Linked DNA regions of Sus scrofa: region 1 is linked to region 2. The links are chromatin contacts, called in public Hi-C maps. All regions are on one chromosome and are shown on one strand. Each heading gives the region's core, a stretch centred on a gene start, on an enhancer-like site or on the middle of the called end of the contact. The rest is flanking DNA. Distances are from core to core; before and after follow the strand shown.

Region 1 (7,346 bases), core at 4,184-6,683, 51 kb before region 2:
CAGGGTCTCTATCCAAAAGGCAAAAGGAAAAGATCAAAAAAATCGCAGGGGTCAGAGCCCCAGCGGGGCCCGCCCCAACCCACTACAAGCTACTTCGAGTCTGCTAGCGGGGGAAGAGAGGGGGAAACTGGGGCCCCGAGGCGCCACCTCCATCCCTGGCGGTACCCAGAGGCTCCTTCCGTCATCGTCAGCCTCACGGCACAGGCTTCTGCCCCTCCCTGCCATCCCGGGCAGGGGAAGGGGCTGCACCCTCAGTACTTGTTGATTCCAAAAATCCGCACGCCGTGGAGCTGGGGCAGCTTGGGGATGAGCACGCTCATCAGGGACACAGTGTTGAGGATGAAGTGGATCTGGTCGTACTTGGTGTAGAAGCTGGTGAGGAAGTACCTGGGTGGGGAAGGGCAGGGAAAGACGTGAGACTGTCCGGACGACCCCCTTCTCCTGCACTCCCTGGCGGGGGCAGGGGGAGAGAATCCTGACAGCCGAGGAGGTATGGAAAAGACGCCCAGAACAGATGCAGGGTGGCCAGATCCCCCCTCCCCCGGCTCTAAAGAAGCCCCTGCTGACTCGGCCCCTGGCTCTCCCCCAGGCCTGTGGGCCCAGCGCACTGGGGGAAAGGAAGCCCCAACCAGGACCAGGGAAGCACAGGCCTGTACCCAGCAAAGGACCCAGGGATGCTCCCCCCCTGCCCCCTGCCCTCCTGCTCCTGGCGAGGGCTTAAGCCTAGCGGGCCCCAGGGTCCCCCAGGCCATGGCCTTCCTGCTGGCATCCTCCTCTACCCAAGCCACTCACAGCACGATGGGGGTGATGGTCAGGAATTTCCGAGACGCCGTGAACTGGACCCCATAGTCCATCTGCTCCCAGTGGGTCAGCAGCCTTGCCTTGCCCTGGTCCGGGGTCTCAAAGGGTGTCCCCTTCACCGTGTGCAGGAAGATGTACATGCCCTGGAGCGAAGGGTATTGTCAGAGGACACAAGAGGCCAAAGGCCCTCCAGCTCCGCTCCGCCCCCCGAGCCACACACGTAGGCTCCAGGGGATCTAGAGCCCCCTTTGCTGGGCAGGTCAGGCCGCAGGTCAGGCTGGAGCAGCCAGGAGCCTGGGTGGAGAATAAGGGGACCCACCAGGTAGAGGGCAGGCCTGGCATGAGGAGAACTCACGGGGAGGAGGCAGGCACACAACCAGCATGGCGGTGCCACCCCTCCAGCCCAGGGCCAGCCTCCCTGGGCCAGCTGGGAGGGGGCAGGCTGACAGGAAGGAACTGGTGCCCTGCTTGCCCACCAAGAGCACCAGGAAGCGAGCAGGCAGTGAGGGAGCAAAGAGGGGCAAGAGGGAAAGACGCTGTGAGATCCGAGCTTGGGAAAGGGGTACTTGTGCCCCGGGCTAGGCACCTGGGGCCTGCAGACTCTTTGGGGCTCTTAGTTCAGCTCTCAATGGCCCATCTTCCAGACCCACAAGCCACCCCATCCTCGAGGTGTGGACACATCTGCAGATCTTTTTTTTTTTTAGGGCCACACCTGTGGCAAATGGAGGTTCCCAGGCCAGGGGTCAAATCAGAGCTACGGCTGCCGGCCTACACCACAGCTCACGGCAATGCTGGATCCTTAACCCCCTGAGTGGGGCCAGGGATCGAACCTGCATCCTCATGGATACTAGTTGGGTTCATTACTGCTGAGCCACCACAGGAACTCCCAACATCTGAGTTCCAATAAGGGGGAGTGGGGCAGAGACAAGAAAGCTGGGTCTGGGGTCTAGTGATGGGTATGTTGTCACCCTGACATGTGGCCCCCGTCTGGGGGGCTCCTCCCCCTCCTTGGCACCCGAAGGCAGGCCCTCACCATGTTGTGGATGAGGTTGGTGAGGGTCCAGACAACGGGGACGCTCACAAAGGGGATGCTGAGCAGCACGACGTGCAGGAGCCCGATGGCCAGCACATAGGACAGCCAGATGCCGCGGCTGTTCATCACCCGCGTGTTGGGGTTCACCTCGCTGTGCGCCGTTCCCACATTCATCCTGCCGCCCCTCTCCTGCTGCTCTTCTGCGGCACAAGCGGCACAAGTGAGACAGGTCATACCACTTTCCCTGCCCCCTCATGCCCTCGGATCCTGCGGGGAGAGAGGCTCTACCCTCCCCACAAACTCTGAGCACGTCTACTGTTTTGATTCTCAAGCAAGTAGACGTAACTCTATTCAGGTCCCACTGCCGGGTTGAGATAAACACAGGCTGCTCCACACATCATCCAATCAGGACGGTGCCTTTCCAGGGACTGGGACTGCCTGGGTGGCCAGATCATCCGAAAGCATCCAGCCCCAGCGCGGGGAAGCCACTGCCCATCCCACAACCTCATCCTCCAGCGGGCCCTCTTCCCACAAAGCCCAAGGGACCAGAGAGGAGGCCTGTCCCCTGAGAATCACTCAGCATGTCCCCTGCTGGACCCATCTCGCCGCGGAGGGTCCAATGTGGGACACTGCCACCTCTGAGGCCCCCAGCCTCCCCATGAGCAGGAATCAAAGGAGGGGAGAGCAGGGAGTGATAGATGAAATATTTGGGGATCACGACTTCTGCCCATCTTCCCTAACGCTCCTATCCTGGGTCTCCCCCCGTCATGACCCAGCAGGACTGGTGGGTAGAAAGAAAGAGAAAAAGAGAAAACAGACTAGAGACAACCTTTGCCTAGACCTGGAAGCCGTCTTCTTGGTCATATGAAAACAACCCGTCCAGATGTTTTACCCATTTGGCAGCCACTCAGCTAACCCTCGTGATGACACCCACTTGGCTGCCACACCAGCAGGGCGCTTTTCTCCACCAGAGGAGACGCAAGGAGGGAGAACGCGGCCAATGGCTCCAGCTCCCACGGGTGGCTGGGGCCCACGTCAACACAGCTCTCCCAGGGACACAAAACCACACCTGTGGCCTCGCTCCTACCCCCTTTCCTCACTGCCCACCCGTCCTCGCCTTGGCCTCCTTGCCCAGCACCTGTTTCCAGGTGTGAGTTAGCACCATGCCTTCCCCTGCCCAGCTCCAAGGGCAGAAGCCCTGCAGCAGGAGGAATCAGGAGGGCTGCCCCTGATGCCCAGGAAACAATGCAGCCCAGCTGCATTCCTGGATGCAGGTAAGAAGGGGAACGAGCAGCCCCTTGTCCAGAGCTCAGCTGTCCCCGGATCCCTGTGACCAGCAGGAGGTTTGAACAGGTGGCACGTTTGTACTGGCTCACCTCCCTAGCTGAGGGAAGATCCTACCTGATAAAGACCCTAAGGTCACTGCCATGGTAACAGCCTCATCTTTCCTGGGGATACAGATGGGGGGATCCTGGAAGCACCCAGAAGGCCACCCCCCTCACCCTGCTGCAACCAACAGACCCACCCGCAGGCTCAGCTGCCCTCAATCTCTGGCTGGGATCAAAGAGCCTGCATGGGAGCTGGAATTCTCAAGGATCGGTTCCCTACTTCCGGGATAATGGGAACGATGTTCTCTTCTTAGGCGGCTCCAAACTTAGAGACCCCAGGGGAAACATGACCCACAACACACCTTGCCAGCATACAAACAGACAAACGACAGCTAGGACACACCCTAGCAGCAGTGATGCTCCTGCGGCCCATCAGCTCAACCCATTAAGCTGGATAATTGGGCCTCACAGAAACCCAAGGAACTAGAAAACCAGGACTGGCTCGGTTGTTTACCTCCCCAGGGCTTAGGGCTTCAGTTACCCTAACACAGCTCTTGGGACACCTACCATGCAAATGCTTCCACCAGGTGGAATGTTGGGGGGGGGAAGAGGGGGAAACTCGCTAAGAAGTAAGGGCTCTGAGGACTTAACTACTGACTAAGGAGAGAGAAAGAGTTCCCTGAGTCTGACCAGAAACCGCTGCCCTCCCCCACTTCTCCCTAACCTTGACCTACAAGGCTGTTAAAGTAGCGAGCAAGACCTCTAGCCCTCCCTGGTATTTTGCCCAGGAGCGCCAAGAGCCTTGCTGAGTCCCAGATCATCCCATACTCCTTCCTGGCTGTAACAGGGCATCCAACAAAGCCTGATGACTCTAGGAAGGACTCAGACCTATGACTTAACCGATTCCCAGGGAAGCTTCTTTCTGCAGCCTGAAACACTAGATGCCCTGAAAGCAGAATACCCCAGGAGACGCCCCCCCCCACCCCCAACAGACAGATGAGGTCAATAAACTAAGAAAATGACAGGCAGCAAGAAGCACTCTTGAGGCTTCTGTGTGACTAAGGCTACATATCACTTCCATTAGTGAAATAACCAACTTCCCCCAGCCCAGACGGGAGAAGTGGGGAGAAGCTGGCAAAGACAGAAAAGTGTACATACAGCAGCTGAGGCTGAAAAGTTCTACTGCCATAGCTGGCAGGTGGCTGTTCGCGTCAGTCCCTGATGTGGTTTCATAACCTGCCTCAAACCAGAGCCTGCAGCAACTCTGTTCTGTTAACCACTTTCTCGCTGGTAGTTCTTTCCTACTCCTTCCCTCTCTTCCCCTCTTGCTCTGAACACAAATATCCCTGCCCAGCCTGTCAGACACCTAAGCCAAGGCCACAGTGCCAGCAGCCAGGTGAGCACTTTCGAGTCTCTCCCCCAAGTCAGGGCAGCAAATCTTTCTCTGGGTGAGGAGCACAAAGCATCCAAGCCTGCAACCTGGACCCCAGCGGGGAGTCCCTGGCAGCACGCCAGAATGCCATTCTCATTCTGCCCACCCCCTAACCCGGAGGGCTACCGTCGCTCGCTTACCTCTCAGCTCTGGCCCTGCCTCCGGGACTCTGGGGGGCAGTGGGAACGGAAAGATGTCGAGTACAGCAGCGAACCCCTAACTAGCAAGGGGAGAGGGCGAAGCGAGGAGGCGGAGTCCTTACTATTGTTGGGGTTTTTCTGAGTGAGACTGCAAGCCGAAATGGGGGGCCTCCGCTCCGTTCCCCAGCCTGGGACCTCTCACTCGGAGCCTGGCCCGGCCTGGAGCCCCACCCCCCGCGTTCACCCAGCCCTGGAAGCTGCCAAACCTTTATCCCCAAAGCCCAGCTGCTCCCCGCCCCCCACCCCCAGCCCGAGCGCTCCTCCTCGACGCTCCATCCCCGGCCTCCAGTCCCCACTTGCCCTTTTCCCCATCCCTTCGAGTGATGCACCCTTCTCGGCTGATGCACCCCCTCAACCTCCGCTCAGCCAGTCCGGGACCCCTCCAGTCCCAGACGCCTCCTTAACAGCCCCCACCTTCTTTCCCGTCCCGCCTGCTAGCCCCCGGAGGCTCCCGGTTAAGCCACTTGGAGGCCGCTCCTCCGGACTCACCGTGCGGGGCCGGACGTCGAGGGCCCGGGAGGGGTGCCCGGGGGCGGGGGCCGCTGCTGCTCCAGCAGCTGTAATAACCCGCGGCGGCAGCCACCCCGCTGGCAGCTCGGGCCGAATCAGCGCCCGGCGCCGGCCCCCATTACGTCACCGCTCAGCGCCTGCCCGCCCGACGCCTCCTGGGAGTTGTAGTTTTTCTCCCCTGCTCCAGCCCAGGCCGCTGGGGCCGCACGGAGGTTTTTAATAGTACGTGCGCGTCACAAAGTTCAGATGGTATCGCCTTGGCGCATAACAATTCCTGCCTTGGCATCCGCGCTCCTGTGGAAATCACTCTTGCCGGGTTTTGCAGATGAAGAAACTTGGAGTTTTAAGTAACTTGCCATAGGTCCCTGCTCGCCCCCAAGCTGGACCCGAACCCAGAAATTCTGACCCCAAGTCAGATATTTTCAATTCCACCTCTCTGCCTCTGCCCTGGCCCTCCGTCAAACGACTAGCCTAGCTGTTTGCCTTGCTGGGCCCTCCTGGAAGCGGGTTTTTTCACGATGTTTTTTAGGATAAGAGTCTGGCGGGTAGAGAACGCAGTCTGTGGGCAGACTGTCTCCTGCTCAGTTGCCTCTGACCCGGGCTGGCCTGGGACCGGCCACATCCTGGGCTTCACCACATTAGATGTGGGAAGAGGACATGTGACTTGGGAAGACTCCCTGCTGAATAACTACAACCCTGAGTCCCAGTCCCAAGTCAGCTGTGTGGTTTGGGGTGGGAGGGTCTCTAGTCTGTAGTTTTCACATCTGCAGGCTCTAAAGGCTAAAGCACAGGTTTCTCCTGGCACAGATTTACCAGGTAGACTTATCAGGCACTCCTCACCACCTGCATAACCCTAGGCCAATAACATCTCTTAATCTCTGATTCCACACCTGTGTAAACCTACCTCTGAGGTTGTGCAAATTCAAAAGAATGTATCTCAACAGAGTTCCTGTTGTGGCTCAGCGGCAACAAACCCAACTAGTATCCACGAGGACATGGGTTCGATCCCTGGCCTCGCTCAGTGGGTTAAGGATCCGGCATTGTGGTGAGCTGTGGTGTAGGCCGCAGACACGGCTTGGATCCCACGTTGCTGTGGTTCTGATGTAGGCCGGGCGGCTACGGCTCCTATTATACCCTGAGCCTGGGAACCTCCATATGCCCAGGGAGTGGCCCTAGAAAAGACCAAAAAAAAAAAAAAAAAAAGTCTTTCCCCCCTCCCCGAAGTGAGCCTGCTTAACTCCTTCACCTTTTCTCTGGGATTCTTCCAGCCTCTCTGAAGTTGATCAGGGCTCTGCTCTTTGCCAGTTTCCTTACTCTCTGTGAAGTTCAGTAACCCAGACTGGATCCACCTCACAAACAAGGGCCGACAAACACATAGTCTAACAGAAAGATTGCTGGATGTGCTGTGCGCTATTAACAGCTTTTGTTATCAGGTCAGTTTTTTTTGTTTGTTTGTTTGTTTGTTTGTTTTTTCACAATGGGAATGAACAGAGTAAATGACTCACACACTACATTCATGGTAAATAGTGGATCACTTTCTGCTTAATTTAGCCTGAGTCTCTGTCATCATCTTTCTTCTCTAGCTCTCTGCCCTCATAATTACTACATCTTCACCAAACATCCTTCAGCCTTTTTTTTTTTTTTTTTTTTTTTGGTCTTTTTAGGGCCACACCCAAGGCACATAGAGGTTCCCAGGCTAGGGGTCGAATCAGAGCTGTAGCCACCGGCCTATGCCACAGCCACAGCAACAGAGGATCCGAGCTGCGTCTGTGATCTACACCATAGCTCATGGCAACGCTGGATCCTTAACCCACTGATCGAGGCCAGGGATCGAATCCTAGTCCTCATGGGTGCCAGTTGGATTTGTTACTGCTGAGCCACAGTGGGAACTCCCCAGGCGCTTGTTAAGTGCTTCACTGCCTTGTTAGTTAATTTCCACAAGCACAGGAAGTAGGTACTGCTCCTATTCTCCTATGGGGAGGAAACAGATTTAGAGGTTTAGGGACTTATTCAAGGTCATTTGGTAAGAAGGTGGCAGAGTG
Region 2 (7,487 bases), core at 4,785-7,284:
TAGCTTTAATTTGAGGATAATACCTTCTGATCTTGCCCCTGAATTCTCATTTTCCCTCTGCAAAAAGCATTCGCCAACTTTGAAAAACTCTCAGGGGAGTTCCTGTTATGGTGCCGCGGAAACGAATCCATATCTTTGAGGATGTGGGTTCGATCCCTGGCCTTGCTCAGTGGGTCAGGGATCCGGCACTGCCATGAGCTGTGGAGTAGGTCGCAGACACAGTTCAGATGCCATGTTGCTGTGGCTGTGGTGTAGGCCAGCAGCTGTAGCTCTGATTCGACCCCTAGCCTGTGAACTTCCATATGCCTCAGGTGCAGCCCTTAAAAAAAGCAAAAAAGTGAAAAAGAAAAACTCTCTGCTCCTTCACATGGAAGCTGAGGTGCTTGTTCCTTCGGAAGCCTGCCCTCAAGCACCAAGACCAAAGTAGACCCCTCCACTACGCTCCCGTAAGAGAACTTACATTGTAATCGAATTTCTTTGTCTTCCCCACAAGCCTGGAAGTTCTCCAGTGAAGGGAGGATGAATTTTTATCTAACACACCCAGCAAAGGTGCCTGGCACGGAGCAGGCATTCAACCCCGGATGAATATATGACTCAATTAACACTGAAATTCTGGAAGTACACCCATTTGGACCAACACCACACATCTCTTTCTCTGCTTTTTTTTCTCCAGAGCTAAGTGAAGCCCAACAGAAGCTTCTAGTAAAATCCATGGAGAAGAACATCCTACCGGTGCAGCTAAAGTTGGTGAGCAAAAATGGCAGATGTGGGGGAGAGTTTGAAGGGAAAGATACAATTAAGCCTAATGACAGACAGAACCGTCTTGCTGGGCCTCTGCCTCATCCCAAGAGCTCATGCCCACTTCTCATTTCTCTCCATGTTGCTTCCTCTTCGTTCTTTTGCAACTAGGGGTAGAAAAGTGCATTTCGGGGCCATCACCTGGGTCTTTCAGCCTGATCCTGGCCGAAGAGACAGAAAATTCTGGCTTGGTTTATTCCCAACTGAGTGACATGAGCAAATCTTTTTTTTTTTTTTTTTTTTTTTTTTGGTCTTTTTAGGGCTGCACCTGCGGCATATGGAGGTTCCCAGGCTAGGGGGCCCCTTGGAGCTGTAGCCGCCGGCCTACGCCAGAGCCACAGCAATGCAGGATCTGAGCCGAATCTGCAACCTACACCACAGCTCACAGCAACGCCAGATCCTTAACCCACTGAGCAAGGGCAGGGATCGAACCCACAATCTCTTGGTTCCTAATCGGATTTGTTTCCACTGCGCCACAACGGGAACACCTTTTTTTGTTTTGTTTTTTTGGGTTTTTTTTTGTCTACATGAGCAAATCTGAACATCTGAGTCAGCCTCTATTCACTCCTCTGTAAAATGGGTCTAAAAATAAATGGGGTGCCCCCTGTACAGGGTGGTTAAAAGGCCCAGATGGAGTTGCAATGTAACGTAACAAAAGGAGTGATAGTAAGAGAAAGATAGTCCTCTTTCTGTGGTTTTCATGAGTTTGGAGAAAGGAAGAAAGGTTTCCAGATCTTTCTTTTTCATGCTCTTTTGGTTCTGGGCTTCCAGGTGGAGAGCACGATGGAACAGCATTTCCTACAGGATAAAGAAGGTGTTTTCCCCCTGCAACCTGAGCTGCTTTCCTCCCTTGGGGAAGAGGAACTGACCCTCACAGAGGCCCTCGTGGGGCTGAGTGGCCTGGAAGTGCAGCGATCAGGCCCCCAGTATACGTGGGACCCAGACACTCTCCCCCATCTCTGTGCCCTCTATGCTGGCCTCTCCCTCATGCAGCTACTAAGCAAGGCCTCCTAATTTGCAGTTCCCTTCCCTACCTCACTGTGCCATGTCCTAACACCCAAGGGCATTTCAGAGCCACCAGGCTGAGGATGGTGGAAACCCTAGCTGATCACCCAAGAGAACCAATTTCCACTTGTCCAACTCTGTGTATTCCCCTGCCCCTATGGCTCCACAACCCACCCGCTGGCCTAAATCCTCTAAAAGTGGAAACTTTTGAAACTATGAATCATTTCAGCAAAGCCAAAAATAATTTCCTATCCCAAGCCCTCTCACTTCTGATTCCAAAAATGAAGCTCTACTGGAATTGATGAAACATATTATTTCACTTTGGGTGTGACTTTTGGTGTGTTTCTTTTTTTTTTTTTTTCTTTTTTCTTTTTGGCCATGCCCACATCATGCAGAAGTCCCCAGGCCAGGGATCAAACTTGTGCCACAGCAGTCACAGCACCAGGTCCTTAACCCACTGAGCCACCAGGGAACTCCTTGGTGTGTTTCTGTAAAGAATCCATCAGAAGGAAATTATCAATTTGTGCTAAAAAAAACCAGACATTATCATACTACACATAGATTACACGTACATGAATACGCTTAGGCTATCCTCAAGCAAACGCTCTTGGAAAAGAACTACGAGGGTGTAGAATGTGGAATCCAGATTATAAAGTCAGAAGATGATCAAAGCAGCTTGTCTTCAAAGAGGAAGCTTTGGGGTTCTCTGGACTTGAGGGACTGGAAAAGGCAAAGACCTAGAGATGCATGGGACAAGCCCCAAACAAGAGCAAGAAAACTTCCAAGTTTATTGAATGGAAAATGCAGATAAGCCAAAAGAATAGCACCCAAGAATAAGACTGACCCAAAACTTTAAAAAATAAAACATAGGCGTTCCCGTCAGGGCTCAGTGGTTAACGAACCCGACTAGGAACCATGAGGTTGCTGGTTCGATCCCTGGCCTTGCTCAGTGGGTTAACAATCCAGCATTGCCGTGAGCTGTAGTGTAGGTTGCAGACGCGGCTCGGATCTCAAGTTTCTGTGGCTCTGGCTTAGGCCAGCGGCTATAGCTCCGATGAGACCCCTAGCCTGGAAACCTCCATATGCCCCGGGAGCAGCCCAAGAAATGGAAAAAAAAAAAAGAAAATATACTGGAGTTCCTGTTCTGCCTCAACAGTTAAGAACCTGACTAGTATCCATGAGGATGCTGATTCAATCCCTGACCTCATTCAGTGGGTTAAGGATCCAACGTTGCCTCAAGCTGTGGTGCAGGTCACAGATGTGGCTCGGATCCCGCATTGCTGTGACTGTGGTGTAGGCCGACAGCTGCAGCTCCAATTCAGCCCCTAGCCAGGGAACTTCCATATGCCTTGGGTGTGGCTCTGAAAAAAAATAAAAAATAAATAAAATAAAAATAAAATAAAATATATTATATTCTCATTTCAACTTTTCTTCTTCTGCCTTCAATTCAGGGAGATTGTAGGAGGAAGGGATGTCTGAAGGCTTGACATATGGACAGGTTAATACAGATATTCAGTCTCGTAAAACTGCTGGGTTCATGCAAGCCTCCTCTGCCTAAAGCTGGTTTTTAGCATCTTTCACCAATCTCTTTTAAAATAATCCTTTGGGTGGAATAATTCTTCCAAGGTTTTTGGCCTCAAGAGTCAGACGCTCCCCTTTCTTCACCACCCCTGCCCAGGCTGGTTCCCTCACTCACCAAGAATTCATGACCAAGCGCCAAAGGCTTTGGGTTAAGCCATCCTCCCCCATCCTGGGGCATCTTCCAAGGCCTCACCCTATTGCCCAAGGACATAGTGGGTAGTTATCTGCTGACTTGAGTGTTTTTTCCCTTGTGATGTAAACTTAATAAAGAGGTGAGCTAACACCCTCACCATCCAGAAGGGTAACTTCATAAAGATGAAACACAAAGCCTGTCTGTCTTCTTCCTTTACCATTCTCGCCCACCTTCAGTCACAGATATGATGTTACAAAGAAGAGGCCTACTAGATTCATTCCAGTGATGATTCAAAAGTCCTGATATCCATCTCCCAGCCCCAGGGACGAGGAGGACAGTTAGGGAGGAATTGGTAAAGGCCTCTTTCCCTAAAACCGGAGAATGCACTTGTCCATTTAGCAAATGGTTGTTTAGTACAAGGAGCTGTTTGCTGCAATAGTATAAAGGGGGAGGATACAGAGAATAGTCTCTCTCTGTATAAAGAAGAACATGGCTAAAACATATTCTCTGCCCTCTAGGACCTTACCCAGGGCTAGGTTGTCTTACAGGATCTGACCTGGTCTAAAACTTCCATTTATGGAAGAGACTAAAGTTCCAAGAGGAGTTCCCATCCTGGTGCAGTGGGTTAAGAATTGACTGAAGTGGCTCCAGTGGCTGCAGAGGTGCAAGTTTGATCCCGCAGCCTGGCAATGGGTTAAAGGATCCTGCATGGCCACAGCTGCATAGGTCATGTCTCGGATTCAATTCGTGGTCCGGGAACTTCCATGAGCCGCCAATGCAGCCATAAAAATTTTTTTAATAAGTTCACAAACCTCCCAGGTCACTCTCCCTATCCAGGGTGACCCACTTTCTCTGAGGGCAAAGTAAAACTTGCTGTACACTGAAAAAAAGAAAAAGAAAACCTCCAAGATAGGAAAGGAGTTTTTGTTTTGTGTCTTTTAATAAATTGGAACCTGTATCTTCCTCTTGAAAAATCACTAGAGGATTCCTTTGAAAAATAAGTAGACTGTGTTTCTGGTCCAAATTTTTCCCCTGGGGGATTCTTTTTTATATATATTTATATATATATATATATATATATATATATATATTTTTTTTTTTTTTTTTTTTTTTGTCTTTTTGCTATTTCTTGGGCCGCTCCCGCGGCATATGGAGGTTCCCAGGCTAGGGGTCGAATCGGAGCCGTAGCCATTAGCCTACGCCAGAGCCACAGCAACGCGGGATCCGAGCCGCGTCTGCGACCTACACCACAGCTCACGGCAATGCTGGATCGTTAACCCACTGAGCAAGGGCAAGGACGGAACCCGCAACCTCATGGTTCCTAGTCGGATTCGTTAACCACTGCGCCACGACGAGAACTCCTCCCCTGGGGGATTCTTAAGCCCACCTTAGGTAGACTATTATTCTGTTCCCCATTTCACTACAGTGAAGAGTCTCCATCATCATCTTCCACCCTCTTGTGTCCAGCATCACAATACATGGCAGCCCAGAGCAGAGCTTCCAGCAGACCACGCTCTGGAGCTGTTTTTCTGGGTTGTTTTTTTTCTGGCGCGCGGGGGGGTGGGGAGTGTTGGTTTGCGGGGTTTTTTTTTGTTTTTTGTTTTTGTTTGCTTTTTAGGGCTGCACCTGCAGCATATGGAAGTTCCCAGGCTAGGGTTGGAATTCGAGCTGCAGCAGCCAGCCTACACCACAGCCACAGCAACATGCCAGACCCGAGCTACGTCTGCGACCTACACCGCAGTTTATGGCAACGCCAGATTCCTAAGCCGCTGAGCGAGGCCAGGGATTGAACCTGCATCTTCATGTATATTAGTCGGGTTTGTTACTGCTGAGCCACAAAGAGAACTTCTGGAGCTGTTTTTTTTTTGTTTGTTTGTTTGTTTGTTTTTTCCACCACCCTGCCCCCTGAAATGTGCTAGCCCTGAGCCTCACATAGAGTGGACCCCTAAATTTTACTAAATTATAAGTGATTATACGCAAATGCACTCTCCCCGCATCCGCACTCCCAGGCTGCAGAGATTTTATGCCTTATTTTCAGCACTAGCTAAAATCGGACAAGAAAGTCTGAATCCCATGGGGTTCTTCCTCGTCTCCAATTCGGTGTAGTTTTCAGCCCAACAGCCTAGCTCAACATCCCTTCGCAGCTTCTTTTCTTCTCTCGCGCCAGTTGCATCAAGCGGCGGTTGAGAACTGCAAATTGAGCGAGTTTAGGCATGAAACTCGCCTGGCAACTCGTGGCGTCATCACGCTCTGCGCTTGGATAGACCCTACCCATTTCATCGAAGTTGGGTGCTTAGAGTCCGCAGTGACCCAGTGGGGGCCTGAGGGGACCTCATGCGGACATACATAGAAATACACCGGAAAGGAACACAAAGGAAAAAAACACACAGAAACAGTTCAAAACAAGCCGGACAAACCCCTACAGGCTCCTCCCCGCTCCTCCTCGAAGATCCGCCTCCATCCGCACATCGGCTGTTGATTTTTCTCCCCTTTGTGGACTCGGCAATTGGCCCACTCGGCCTGGCATTTCCCACAAGGCCCAGCGCCGGGAAGGGGTTTGCAGCTGCTCCGTCATCGTGCGGCCCGACGCGAGCCCGCGCTCGTGTGCAGGCCCGGCTCGGTTCCTGGTCTCCGGTGCGAGGATTCACCCGAGGCCCCGGCCTCGGTCCCCGGACTAGGCCGCGACCCCGGGCGCCATGAAGCAGGAGGGCTCGGCGCGGCGCCGTGGCACGGACAAGGCAAAGCCACCGCCCGGCGGAGCGGAGCAGGAACCACCGCCGCCCCCAGCCCCTCAAGATGTGGAGATGAAAGAAGAGGCAGCGGCCGGTGGCGCATCAACCGGGGAGACCGATGGCAAGGCGGCAGCGGCGGCGGCTGAGCACTCCCAGCGAGAGCTGGACACCGTCACCTTGGAGGGTACGAGAGCGCGGGCCGTGGGCATGCCATGACCACGGGTGACAGCGCCGCGGTGATCCAGCGCAGCCTCTACCACCCCTAGTTCGTTGAGATCACCCCCAGGTGCCCGCCCCTACTTCCCTCACACTCCGACCCCAGCCTCACTAGCCGAGCCTTCTCTCCGGGCTCAGGCCCTTCGCACACACCTCTCCGCAACCTGGGGTTGCGTCCAGAACTAGATGTCATTGGGCCCGTAGACTCCCTTTTCTGAATTCTCTCCTCTGACGTTATTACTCCTTTTACACTGATTCTGGCGTCCCCAGTGTATGATTGACCTCTCTAAAAACCAGTGTAGTCATGTGCGAAGGAGGTCAGGATGACGCAGAATACTGGCCCCGAGTTTTAAGAATGGTTTGTTGTCTTAACTACCTTTAGCAAACTGCCCTAAAAGAGCTCTTTTTACATAGCATCTTGCTTCCTAGTTGCTGTAATTGAGATGCCCGCGCGATCCCCTTTGCCCTGTTTCTCCTCCTCTAAGCCCAAACTCCTACTGTTTCTAAAGTTTAAATATATTACACACCTTGTTTGAGTTCCTCGTACTTGCCTTCCACCTAAACAACCCCCAGCCCATTTCTTTTCTCCTCGGCACCTGTTGCCAGTTTCCTATCATTCTCTCGTTCCTCCAAGTTCATATTTCGCTTTTCTTACTCAGAGCTCCCTGTCCACATTCGGAGTGGGTAGAGTGAGAGCTTCTCATTGTGATCTTGATGTTGTTTTTCTGTTCTGGATCAAATAGGACCAGACTATTTATTGATTTTCTCTGTACTTAACTGCATAAGAACCTCGCTCAAAAACATTGAAGTAGGAGTTCCCGTTGTGGCTCAGAGGAAACAAATCGGACTAGGAACCATGAGGTTGCGGGTTCGACCCCTGGCCTCACTCAGTGGGTTAAGGATCCAGTGTTGCCGTGAGCTGGGGTGTAGGTCGCAGACACAGAGTGGATCTGGCATGCTGTGGCTGTTGTATAGGCTGGCACCTACAGCTCCAATTCAACCCCTAGCCTGGGAACCTCCAT

What was found. A called contact is a pair of places that touch in the nucleus more often than the background predicts.
Region 1: a Hi-C map of embryonic fibroblasts shows a contact between it and region 2, with 2.5 times the contacts expected there. The contact joins the promoter of ORMDL3 here to the promoter of PSMD3 in region 2. A contact is called at or near these places in 4 of 47 Hi-C or Micro-C datasets (embryonic fibroblasts, liver and skeletal muscle) and 1 of 2 datasets of contacts at active chromatin or transcription factors (alveolar macrophages).

What each region holds. Positions count from the first base shown.
Region 1 is chr12:22,409,217-22,416,562 of Sscrofa11.1, reverse strand. It overlaps ORMDL3 (ORM1-like protein 3), which reads right to left and starts at 5,433. Exons shown (of 4, transcript XM_003131498.6): 1 at 5,284-5,433; 2 at 1,835-2,034; 3 at 793-944; 4 at 1-387. The coding sequence starts at 2,008. The coding sequence ends at 252. It overlaps LRRC3C (leucine-rich repeat-containing protein 3C), which reads left to right and starts at 7,181. Exons shown (of 2, transcript XM_013979562.2): 1 at 7,181-7,346.
Region 2 is chr12:22,359,097-22,366,583 of Sscrofa11.1, reverse strand. PSMD3 (26S proteasome non-ATPase regulatory subunit 3) reads left to right here and starts at 6,034. Exons shown (of 12, transcript XM_003131496.5): 1 at 6,034-6,433. The coding sequence starts at 6,214. GSDMA (gasdermin-A) reads left to right here. Exons shown (of 11, transcript XM_013979681.2): 10 at 674-747; 11 at 1,570-2,127. The coding sequence ends at 1,812.